2 separate regions of the Mus musculus genome follow, and region 1 is linked to region 2. Evidence: chromatin contacts called from public promoter capture Hi-C data. All regions are on one chromosome and are shown on one strand. Each heading gives the region's core, a stretch centred on a gene start, on an enhancer-like site or on the middle of the called end of the contact. The rest is flanking DNA. Distances are from core to core; before and after follow the strand shown. Region 1 holds the start of Hhatl (hedgehog acyltransferase-like). Region 2 holds the start of Ss18l2 (SS18, nBAF chromatin remodeling complex subunit like 2).

Region 1 (5,976 bases), core at 851-3,350, 82 kb before region 2:
CCAGTCAGCTTCCAGTCCCTTGTTTGTTGGGCCAGTGCCCCACCCTACAGCCTCCGGCACAAGTGGAGGGCTCACCAGTCTCTACCCCTCTTCCTGACCTCACACAGGCCACCTTCCTGTGTGCTGCAGTGTCAGGTTCACCAGGGAGAGGGCCATTCCTGAGTGGCCCTGCCTCGGGGTCTGGCTCCCTAGCACCTCTGTGAGCAATGAGTTGTGCCCACAGGATGAGTCACTGGATCCCTCAAGAGCAAGAAACCCAGATAATAAATGAAAATCAGAGGCCCCAAAACAGTGGCTTCAACTTTTCACCCTTAGCACCTCCTGAGGGTGTCATGTTCAGTGGCACCTCTCCTGGAGAGACTCAAACATGTCTACTCGCCCCAGAGGGAACTGACCAAATAAGGACACCACCAAAGTCCAACTTGGTAAAGCAGTGAGTTTTATTGGGATTGCTTACAGGAATATGGGTGAGGGGTTACAGGAGCAGAAATGACTCAGGGACAGCTGCATCACCAAAGCCACCCCAGCACAGTGACAGCTCACAAAGCTGGAAGCCTAGAGCACATTGCACAGCCTGCAGGCCTCTCAGCGTGTTCAAGAGTTTCCCTTCCAGGTGGCTCAGTTGACCTAAGTCCCTTCCAGGTGTCTTGGTGCCCTTACAGGGCGTCTCAGCAGCCCTTACAGTTAAATTGGGAAGGGTGGGGTCTAGTGTATCTGGTCAGTTTCGGGGACTTGCTGAAGCTTCTGAGTTGTCTACTTCCTTAGTCATGAGGAGCTTCCTTCCCTGAGGATAAAATGTCTCATCTCAGAGGACACTGCTACACAGCACACCAAGTGCGTGGCCTGCTCACGGGGCCTCACCTGCTCTGCTGTGGATAGACTGAGGTCTCCCCCTGTGGGGCAGTCCCTCCCAGAGGCTACTGGATTTGACCTTGACTATTTCACCTTAGGCCTCAGTTTTCTTTCTACCAACTGGAGACAGTCCTTGTGGACTGTGGGGACATTAAAGAGAGTTACTCTTCCCACGTCCTGGCTATTATTATTTACTATCCATGATAGCTACTAGTTGTGCCTCAACACACTGCTCTGGTGTCAACCACACCTGCCCAGAAAGCCAGAACCTTGCTTAACCTCCCCTCATCCTTTGATCCCAGCCTCCTCTAGCATCCGGATCCCAGTCACAGCAGCAGACAGCCCCTCCACTGCAAACCCCTGCCCAACCCTGTTCAGGGTCGGAGGCCAGCATCATGGCTTCTCAGTCACTCAGGAGAGTATGTGTAGTGCCCTCTCAGCTGTGTCCTCTGGGCCCACGTGTCTGCATTCCTGGGAGGAAGCTCATGGCCTAACTTCCCAGGGTTTTTACAGGACCCTCCTGGGTAGAGGCATACCTTCTGCCCTGTCCATCCTCAAGTGAGCTTATATGGGAGGTCCCAGGGCCTTTCCTTGAGCCCTCGCACGTGAGAGCAGCCACACATCCTGACCCCTCTACTGTGGGGATCTCACCCCAGAGGAAGACTCAAGAGTGGAGATCTCCCGGGCCCTGCCCAGCGGGCCTCAGGTGCTTACGGATTTCACATGAGGGCTTCTTGCCTGCCACTAAGAGGACACCATCCATTCCAGGTGACCCTGATGTCACCCCTGGAGCCTCCAGCACCATGGTCCTTGCCAGTACCAATTCTACCAGAAATGCTAGCCCTGCCCTAACACCCGTGCCTGTCTAGCCCAGGCTCTTGTCAGGATGGAGGCGCAGGGTGGGAACTAGGTAGACCTGCCCTGGGCACCCTTGAGGGGTCACAGGTAAAGGCTGTGGCTGGAGTTCACAGAACCCAGGTGTGCAAGCCTGCACATACAGTATATGGGTGCCCAGGCAGTGGGAGCAGGGCTGACCAGAGTTCTGCAGAGATTGCCTGGAGGCCTTCCTGGAAGAAGAGATCCTGGCACCGCACAAAGAGAAGCACAGGCTTTCCAGGGCTGAGGAGAGGGAGGTCAAGTGAGGCCCAGGTGCCCCTGCCTGAGCCTGTGTCCCCAGAAACCTCCTCTCCCTCTCATCACCCCCACATCCTCCCTGCCACTCCCCGCAGCTCCCTGTGGCCAAGTGCACTGCAGCACTCGGCTCTGCTCCACAAACGGTCTGCTCCACTCCAGGAAGGCCACCTCCTCCCCCCCCCCCCACCTCCGGCTGTCACCACTCACCGCTCTAGCCTCCAGGGGGTGGGGACCCCAGAGCTGGACACACCCCATCGAAGCCCCACAGCTCAGCCAGCCGGACAGACTCACGGTCGGACTCAAGACCCCGGAGCCCTGAGGTGGGCAGCGCGCCAGGGTTCCTCGCAGCCTCTTCAAGGTCAGTGCAAGTTGGGTGTGCAGCCCTTTGGAGCCTTTGAGGTCTGTGGGACTCAGCTCAGAACCCTCATCCCAGACCACGAGCCCCAAGGTGGGCTTCACTCCAGGTGCACCTGAGCCAAGTGCTGGGCAAAGGGCGCCCAGGTCCACAGTCAGCACAGGTCCAGGGGTCCATCAGGAGGGGCCCCAGGCTGGGGGCCAACCCCTTGCTGAGGCCTCTTTGGGGACACTCCCCACCGGCCATGGGGAGCTAAAATTGGAAAGTGGCGAGTGGGAGGCAGCTGACACAGCTATTTTGTGCGCTCTTCATCCGCTCCGGTTTCACTCTCCTGCTCCACTAACCTGATCCTGTGCTTCCCTCCCCCACCCTGCCGATGAAGAGGTGTCTCAGCCCTCCAGCCACAGTGCAGAGGCTGCTCAGGAGGGCCAGGCCGGGAGCGAGCAGGGCCAGCGTGGTCTGGTCTGAGCCGGGACTCACCAGGAGCACCTGCCCTTCAGAGAAGCTCACTGGATGGCCTCCCGGGTCCCTGACCCTTTGTGACCCACACCTCTCTGTCAGTGTAGCAAGGAGCGGCCTCCCAGAGCCCCAACTACAGGGCTGGAGGAGACAGATCTGCAACTGGGAGATCTTGGGTTGGGAGAGATGGGGTGACCCTACCCATCTCCAAAAGGGCACTGCACCGTGTTCCCCTTTCCCTCGGTTCCAGGTCTGGACCTAAGCAACCACTGGAAGACTGGCGGCCAGGCTGAAGAGGGTGGGAGGGGCTTAGGTACTGGCCCAGACCCCAGGGATGGCCCAGCAGGGTAGCCAGAGGGAGTGACCAGACACATCCTGGACTTGATACCAGTCAGCACCTTGGACAGCAGCCAGCACCCTCCCAGTTGCTGCCTGGCCCTGCCTGGTCCAGCTCTGGCCACTCTGGGGCCTCAAAGAGCCCAACATCCAGCCTGCAGCAAGAGCTTAGACTACACAGCACTTCAAGGGGGACAGTGGGTGAACACAGGCAGGGACCTGAGATAAAACAGACTCACGGCTTGGCGGAGGAATGGAGTCAGCAGAGCCCGGAGTTGAGCGAGTCTGGGAAGTTAGTGCTAGAGGAGTTCACGGGATCTCAGGGGACCTCGTGGGCAGGGCTTTGCTGAGGTTAAGAGAGGCTCACTGTGAGACGGGAGAACTGACAGAGTCTTCCACCATGGGAAAGACCCCATGGTTGGGGAAGTCTTGCAGGAACAGTTTGGTGTCCCAAACTTGTCAGCCCATCAGAGAGGTATGAAGGAGAGGAAGCTAGTCTGTGCGAAGTCTGGGCTTTGGAGAATCTTCAAAGGAAGCAAGATTGAGAGCTGCAGAGGAAAGGAAGAAGGTGTCTGGGTGTGTTGGGGGGGGTAGATTTACTGACAGCATCCCCAGGGGATGGCTGAGTGGACCAGTCTCCTCAGAGGGTCCACCAGGGGAGGCGAGGCAAGGCTGGGACTGGGGGTTCTCACTCATGCTTCTCCTTCAGCCCTCTCCAGGCCATGGGCATCAAGACAGCACTGCCTGCAGCTGAGCTCGGCCTCTATTCACTGGTGCTGAGCGGTGCCCTGGCTTATGCCGGCCGAGGTCTCCTGGAGGCATCACAAGGTAACGGGGGGAAGAGGGGGGTCTGGGACAGGAGCTTGGAAAGCCTCAGAGTTCTGACCAACAGGCCAGAATCTTGGAGGCTGCAGACCCTGAGGATCCTCTAGGCCCCGGATTGGGCACAGTTTCAAAGACCCCTGCAGCCCAGAAAGCCCCCCTTTCTCCCTCCTCAGGTGGGGTGGCCCAGGGAAGGCATATATGCGGCCCCTACTCATAGGCTACACTTTGTTCTCAGATGGGGCCCACAGGAAGGCCTTCCGGGAGTCTGTGAGACCTGGCTGGGAGTACCTGGGCCGGAAGATGGTAAGTTTCCCGTGCCTCTCTGGTCCCTGGCCCCTGGACACACCACACCCCACGTCCTTCCCTACTCTATTCTTGCTGTTGTTCTCATGCCATATGGCAAGGAAGGCTCTGCCTTGAACTTCAAGACCTTCCGGCTCATTTTGTACAAGCTAGACCGCTGGTTCCTGCCTTCCAGAACGAGGCAATGGTGGTGGCGGTGGCGGTGGCGGTGGCGGTCAGGGGGTGGGGTGGGTGGGTGGGTAGAATGTTAGGAATGAGCTGAGTACAGGGGAGGCAGAACTTTGAGGGGTTCTTTAGGACCTTCATCCATTCCCTCTTCCCAGACATCTCCCTCAGAGTGAGGGCAGACACCACCTACAGCCACTGTCCCAGAACTTGAACAGGATCTCTGGTTGGCTCTTCCCTCTCCACTGCCCTCACCTGCCTTTCTTCTCCTTGCTTGGGCTGTCCAGGATGTGGCTGACTTCGAGTGGGTGATGTGGTTTACCAACTTCCGAAATGTCATTGTCTTTGCCCTCTCTGGACACGTGCTGTTTGCCAAACTCTGCACGATGGTGGCCCCCCAGGTAAGAGGGGCCTCGGGTATGTGGCCTGCCCCTGTCTGCCCCTTCTCTGTCCTGAATGCCATGGGACACCTATCCCAGGGTCCCCTCCCATGTGCACAGAGAAGTTAACTAAGGCCACTTATGTCCACAGCTCCGCTCCTGGATGTATGCTGTATATGGAGTCCTGGCTGTGGTGGGCACAATGGGCCCATGGTACCTGCTGCTGCTGCTTGGCCACTGTATGGTCCTCTATGTGGCCTCACTCTTGGGCCAGCGTTGGCTGTGCCTTGCCCTTGGTCTGGCCAGCTTGGCGTCCTTCAAGGTTGACCCTGGAATCTCTTGGCAGGTATGCAAGAGTAGTGGGGATAGTGCCGAGACCCCAAAGGTCTCCCCTCCAAGCCTTTGAATAAGGTAACCATTTGCACCCCAGGTTATTCCTTGCCCTATCATCCCCTGCTCTGTCATGTTGCAGAGCTAAAGCCAGCCACTGTTGCCTGACAGGGCTGGACCCAGCTCCTATGGGAAGCTGGGAAGGGGCTTTCCTCAGAAGCACAGACCTGCTAGTGAGCCGGGGGCCTGCTGTCTCCTTCCAGAGTGGGTTTGTAACAGGCACCTTTGATCTTCAAGACGTACTGTTCCACGGTGGCAGCAGCTTCACAGTTCTGCGGTGCACCAGCTTCGCCCTGGAGAGCTGCGCCCACCCCGACCGCCGCTACTCCCTTGCTGACCTGCTCAAGTACAATTTCTACTTGCCCTTCTTCTTCTTCGGACCCATCATGACCTTCGACCGCTTCCATGCTCAGGTGAGGGGAAACCCCGTGGGCTCACAGAGCGTAGTCGAGTCTCCTTTTCCTGACCTGCCGTCTTAGACGTAGCTCCCAGGCACGAGCACCCCGTCCTCAGGACGCTGTGTCTCCTCTCCCCAGGCCTTTTGTGGTTTCCCTCTCAGACAGGGCTCTGCCCCTCCAGGTGAGCCAGGAGCCAGTGAGGCCAGAGGGCGAGCTATGGCACATTCAGGCCCAGGCGGGACTCAGCGCGGCAGCCATCGTGGCTGTTGACGTCTTCTTTCACTTCTTCTACATCCTCACCATCCCCAGCGATCTCAAGTTCGCCAGCCGCCTCCCAGACAGTGCTCTTGGTGGGTCCCAAGTGCAGGGTAGAGGCAGG
Region 2 (5,959 bases), core at 2,229-4,728:
CCTGGGTTATGTGAAAGCCAAAGACTAACCCTAAACTGAGCCACACTTTCTGCTGGCACCATGGAAGGAAACCTTATTTCTGCCTGCTGTGCTCTTACTGTCAAGTTCATTCATCCTGTCCCTGAGTCATTACGGTGTTGGTTGGTATTAGAACCAACTTATCTGGGATTCCTACACAGACTGAAGACCCTCAGCTCTCCAGGAATCTCCCAGGCCTTCAGTGCAAGATTGGGATCACTGAGATATCCAGCCCCAAGGGCTGAACAATTAACAGATTTTCAATCTTTTCAACAAAGAAGAGTAAGCCAGTGTCTTCCATGGGCTCTGCTTCAGTTACAGCCCCCCCCCACCCCCCTTCTTGTCCTGACTTCCCTGCATGATGGACTGTGATCAAGACATTTAAGCCAAACAGCTCTTTCCTCTACAAGATGCTTGTCATCATGGTGTTGTATGACAGCAACTGAAAGCAAGCAGATACGGTCTTTCCTTTATGGCTGGCTGGTTTCACAGTATAAAAGCAAAGTATCTTTACATTGCATCCATGTTGTGTATCAAGATTTTAAGCAGGAAGGGAACAAGAGTGAGTAATGGGGGTGAATGTGACCAGACACATTATATACATGTGTGAAAATGTCATTAAGCTATTATATATATGCTAACAAAAACATTTTTCCTTTTTGGGGGGGCTCATGTAGCCCGATTGACTTGACGTCCTGCCTACACCTCCTAGGTGTGCCTGGGGCTGGTTGTTATTTTTTCCTTCCTTTTGCCTCTCAGCATTGAATGCACCCTTTGCGTGGGCCTCTAGCAGGAGTACTTATTTCAACTTCTCTCCCTGAAAAGAGACTTTAACAGTTTATAACTATTTAAGGAGAAGAAAAGAGGTGAAAGAAAGGAGAAAATAGGGCTGTGTGAAGATGTAATTAGTTGACATGGGACACTGAGGACGGACGTGTATCATTTATTACATGTCATCAGATAATCACTATTGTTGACAATGACACCGCTGTCATACACCTCAGGTCCTCGCAGGTCCTCAGGTTCTACCGTGGGATCTGTTTTATTAATAAATATTTATAGTCAGAATACAGTAGAGTTGGTAGCGAGTTTCTTCACAGTCTAAAATGAATGGGACTTTTTGCCCATGTTCTGAGCAGCTCTCTGATTCCCAGGAGATGGGTTCCAATCAGTCCTCATTACAGCCTTCTGGAAAACTACTCCACTGCCTTTGTGAGACTGCTTGTGTTGGCGTCTGCGATGGTAGCTAAATAAATGAGATTTCTATGTAACACATGCTGATACCTATGGGTGAAAAACAGAAATTAGATGCTTGTTTTTATTCACCAGGCAGACTAATTAAACCCACTGAGGCAGAACAGCTTTCCCTCTGACTCAGTGTCACAGGTCATCAACCAAATGGTCTTACTATAGCCTTGGCTGTCTTCAAAGTCAGGAGATCCATCTGTCTCTGGCTCCCCAAGTATACCACCACACCAGGCTTTCCCAACCTCGTTAAACTTAGAATCTCGGCCATTTTCACTCCCACATCTGCCCCTCGAGATCAAACAACTATGCCTTTTTGGCCTGGACTACAACAGCAGTCTCCTCATCTCCTATATTGCAGCCCCGCTGTATTCTACAGAGCTGGAGTGATGACAGCAGTTTAAATCAGGATCCTGGAATGTAACTGTTCTAAAACCCTTAAAGATGCCATCACATTCCTACAAGGTCTTATGTGACGGGGTCTCTAGTCACTTCTGTGTCCTCATCTCCTGTGGCTTTCCCTTCACTGAGATCTGAACACAGGGGCCTCCTCGGTATGCCTGAGGATATCCAGCACCTTTGGCCTGCCTTATTTATTTCTGGGGCTCAGGCTTCTCTCAATGTTACCTCATGAAGGACACTCTGCACCCTGTCTTCTACTTACCCTACCTGATTTCTGCAGTGCTAGAAAGTGAACCCAGGGCTTCCTATACATGACAGGCATGCCCTGCCTTTATTCCATTTAAAGCACATATTCTTACATGTCTATTTTATTTCTCCACTCTGGTACTAGAGTCTAGAATGTCAGCTCCACAGAGAGTAGGAATCTCGTGTTTCCTATTCACCATACAATGCCTCCTTGTCTGTAGTACCACTGCTGGGTGTGGTGGTACATCTTAGTCCCAGCACATGGGAGGCAGAGGCAGTGGGAATTTCTGACTTCACAGTCAACCTGGACTACAGAGCAAGTACTGGGACAGCCAGGGCTACACAGGGAAACCTTTGTGCATTTGTGGGGGGTGGGGGGGATTAGAATAAAGGAGGCCCTTGTATGACCAAAGTAAGCACATGACATAGCCACTGTCAATTGCTGCCCATTCAGGAAGTCATTAGACTTGAGAAGTTCGACCTTCACAATGTGAAGAAACAGAATAAATTTGTAGGACCTTTGTATCTTTGCACAAGAGTCAGTATACCAAAAAGCATGTCTGCAGGCATTTTCTAAACATGAGAACGTGTTTAAAATGTAAAAAGGCAAACCTCAAATGCTGGAGTCAAACATAAACACCGCAAAATGGCAATTCTGCTGTTCCATTAAGATGCTTAGAGAATGGTTGTAAGTGACTTTTTAAGAGGCAAGGGGGGGGGTGTTAAAAATACTTAAGTAACGATACCGCATTGTCTATAAGAAATGGGACCTAGTTCTTGGACCAAATTTAGAAAAGGGTCTCAGATTCTGTTTCTTCCCATTCCGACATCTGGTTTAACGTAGAAATCCCTTTTTTGGTCGTATCTCCCACAGACTGACTGAGTGCTGGTTAACAAAATGGCCTGATTACTTTTGGGGGATGGAAGTGAAATCCACGAATAAAGAGACCAAGGCTCTCACGGAGCCTAGCTTTGAGACACTTTCCTCTGTCACCAGCTGACAGGGCTTTGTGTGAAACCCTGACTAACTCCAGGTTCTTACCATAAACTGTCAATATGGATTTGAGTAGTAAGTAAATAACCTTTAGAGGGCGGAGCACAGGCCATCCTCCGGCCGCAACCTGCCCAGTGCAAAGATTACAGGCATGCAGCACCACTCAAGCCAAGTAACCTCTTCCGCACCTCCCCTTTCTCGTCGGTTTGTCACCCAAGGCTGCCGCGCGTCCCCAGTGGCACTTACTGGACGCACTCGTTCGCTCGGCCCTTATTCTGATACTCCACGATACAGCGGATCAGCTGGTCATTCTCCTCCAGGAGCTGAAAGACGGGCGAGGAAGAAATGCAGGGGGCTCTCAGCTGGAGGTCCGGGGCAGGCGCCGAGCTGACCCTGCTCCCATTCCTTCCCCGGCCCACAGGCTGTCCCCACCACGGTCCGGCCCCTGCAGGAAGCTCCTGCACCAAATCTCCGGCTCTCGGTCGCTCACCCGCTGGATTGTCTCTTGATTGACCTTGGCTTTGCCGCGTAGCCAGTCAGGAGCGAAGATGACAGACATGCTGCAAAAAAAAAAAAGCTCGGGAGCCCCCGAGTCGCGCGCTGCTGACGCAAGCCTACACCGCCCCGCGTGGAGGCGGGGGTGTTAGAGACTCGACGCTGATTGGGTGCGACGCGGGGGCGTCACCTGTGATTGGACGCGCGAGCAAGCTCTTGCTTGCTCTTGCAGAGTCTATGACGCTACTCTGGGGGCGGGACTTTGCTGATGATTGATGGCCAAGAGCTGGCTGGTTTCTCAGCCTGGCTCTCCTGTCCCAAACCCTTCTAGTTCTAGTACAGTGGGAACTGAGAGGCTCCTTCCAGTCAGATCAAACCGGAAAGCACTGATATTAGCTGTTCTCTTATCCTGAAAGATACATGAGTGTGTCTAGATTCTTTCTAGGCAATAAAAAAATTTTAAAACCAGCGTATCAGGCCGGGGTCAGTGGTTAAGAGCCCCCTTGCCTGCTCTTCCAGAGGACCAGAGTTTGATTCCCAACCTCCCCATTTCGAGTGGCTCACAACCACCTGTAACTTAAGCTCCAGCAGATCTAATGCCCTCTTCGGGCCTGCACAGGCACTCAAATACATGTGGCAAACACAGGTGTAACACAGAAGTAAACATTTACTATGAAGTCGTATTGCTTATTGCCACCCTAAAAAGTACTAGCATTTTCTCCACTTTACAGAACAGAAAATAGATGCATTTTCCCGAGTCCTATTGCCAATGATGACCATCACCTTACACCTTCATTTAGAGGGAAGATCTAGAGAACTCCCTGGAGTTCTGTTTCTCTGCCCTAGAACGGGTTTGCCCACCCTCATTTAGGTGTTTAAGGCAGCAGCTTTCCCTTCATTCTAGGCATGAAGATCCAATAAGAGAAGTTGGGGTGACCTGTCTGTGTGGGGTTGGACTCAGAGATTCTTACTTCTCAAGTTCACACATCAGTCCCTCCCAGAGATTCTACAGAAGACAGGATGGGCAGAGTGGGGTCATCAAGAGCAGGGTGCACACCTTGCTTAGTACCACTCTACCCTCAGTAATTCCCATTTAGAGTGGAGGACTGATTTCGGCAGGAGGTGGTGTCAAATAGGCACAGATGTGTGTGTGGGGGAGGTGGGGAAGAAGTCTCAGCGTATAGGTGTGGATATCAGGGGGCTGGGAGGACTCAATCCTGGACTTTCTCCAGGAGGCAGTGGGAACTACGGATGGTCTTGGGCAGAAGACTGGTAATGCCTGAAAACTTTCTTGGCAGTGATAAGATGAAGGTGGAAAGGAGGTTGGGTTCGAGGAAGAGCAGTTAGAGGATGACTGCGGGTGAGCAGCCCAGAAGAGATGGATACTGTGAGAGAAATGTACACTTGAGGAAGGAGAGCTGGTCAGCCTCAGTGACTGAATGGAGAGGAAGATGCAGGAGGAACTAGGGATGGTGAGTGGGAGTTCTGGGTTTGGCATCTGAGAGATTCATGATGCCATTTATGGAATCAGGGAACATGCTGTGGGGGAGGGGGAGCTGGACCGAAGGCAACAGAAATGTAGTCTGAGGTTATCCCATGTGAAAATACTGAAGTTCATGGGTATTTGGGTCTGGAAGCATGAATGAAGTCTGGAGGGACAGAGCTGTGATAAACATCACTTGGGCAAACTGCTTCCAATCATGTGGTAGATAAGTCTGCCCAAGGAGAGTGTGGTGGTTTCCCTTATGCAGAGGAAAAGAAGTTGCAGAAGAGATAGGAGGGGAAAGAGACTAAAACCAGGGAACTGTGTGTGTGTATGTGTTGGGGGGAGGGGGTAGGACTTAAAGAAAAGAGTGACTCAGGAGTAACCAAGTGCTGAGCAGACAAGGTAAGACTAGGTCTTTGATGCCATAGAGGCAGAAGTCAGAATTGCAGGGTGCTTAGACGTGGTGGGAAGAGGCAGTGAATATTCAGTCGTTAACTGAGTTTCCCAGGAGGTTAGGCTGCAAAGAGGATAAAGAAAATGTAGGATGCTGGGTAAAGAGTTGCCAGCAACTAACGCCTATCACTTTCATTGTTACTTGTTCTTCAATGACAGAGGTGCCTGGGAGGGCAGAGAGGGGTCAAAGAGTGGGAGGTAAGGGAAGGGCACAAGGGAGATTTGGAACTGGGTGTTGGGAAGGCTGGGTGAGAACTGACTGGGCACCTGCTGGGTGCATAAAGGACCTGACTGAGGCTGGCATTGTGTGTGTACAGATCCATGTGTGGCAGCATTTACAGCCAGGGAGGACACTGGTGGTAGACGGAAGGATGACTCGCAAGGGTGTCAGTGTGTCAGAAACAGTGTGATAGATGTGATCATCCCTGGACTTCCAACCCATGGGAAACGAAGTGGACATTTAAAAAGAATTACTGAATGGAACAAAGTAGAGGCACGGTGGACAGTGCAGGAGGGAGGAAGCAAATGAGCCGGAGGGGAGGGCAGAGATCAAATGTCTAAAGTTATAAATAACTGGACATGAAAGCTGTCTGTGGAGATGTAGAGGTAGTGGGGGTGGA

The links. Capture Hi-C pulls out chosen DNA fragments and counts their contacts.
Region 1: a contact with region 2 is called in a promoter capture Hi-C map of pancreatic islet. The contact joins the promoter of Hhatl here to the promoter of Ss18l2 in region 2. A contact is called at or near these places in 4 of 39 promoter capture datasets (the 3T3-L1 cell line, 3T3-L1-derived adipocytes, the HPC-7 cell line and 1 more), 4 of 115 datasets of contacts at active chromatin or transcription factors (the 230-238 cell line, embryonic stem cells, epiblast stem cells and 1 more) and 2 of 9 other capture datasets (adipose tissue and pancreatic islet).

The regions. Positions count from the first base shown.
Region 1 is chr9:121,788,631-121,794,606 of GRCm38.p6, reverse strand. Hhatl (hedgehog acyltransferase-like) reads left to right here and starts at 2,100. Exons shown (of 12, transcript NM_029095.2): 1 at 2,100-2,344; 2 at 3,846-3,964; 3 at 4,197-4,264; 4 at 4,717-4,830; 5 at 4,961-5,155; 6 at 5,403-5,612; 7 at 5,779-5,947. The coding sequence starts at 3,859. It also overlaps a transcript of Klhl40 not described here.
Region 2 is chr9:121,707,908-121,713,866 of GRCm38.p6, reverse strand. Ss18l2 (SS18, nBAF chromatin remodeling complex subunit like 2) reads right to left here and starts at 3,478. Exons shown (of 3, transcript NM_026794.2): 1 at 3,396-3,478; 2 at 3,152-3,228; 3 at 946-1,302. The coding sequence starts at 3,464. The coding sequence ends at 1,215.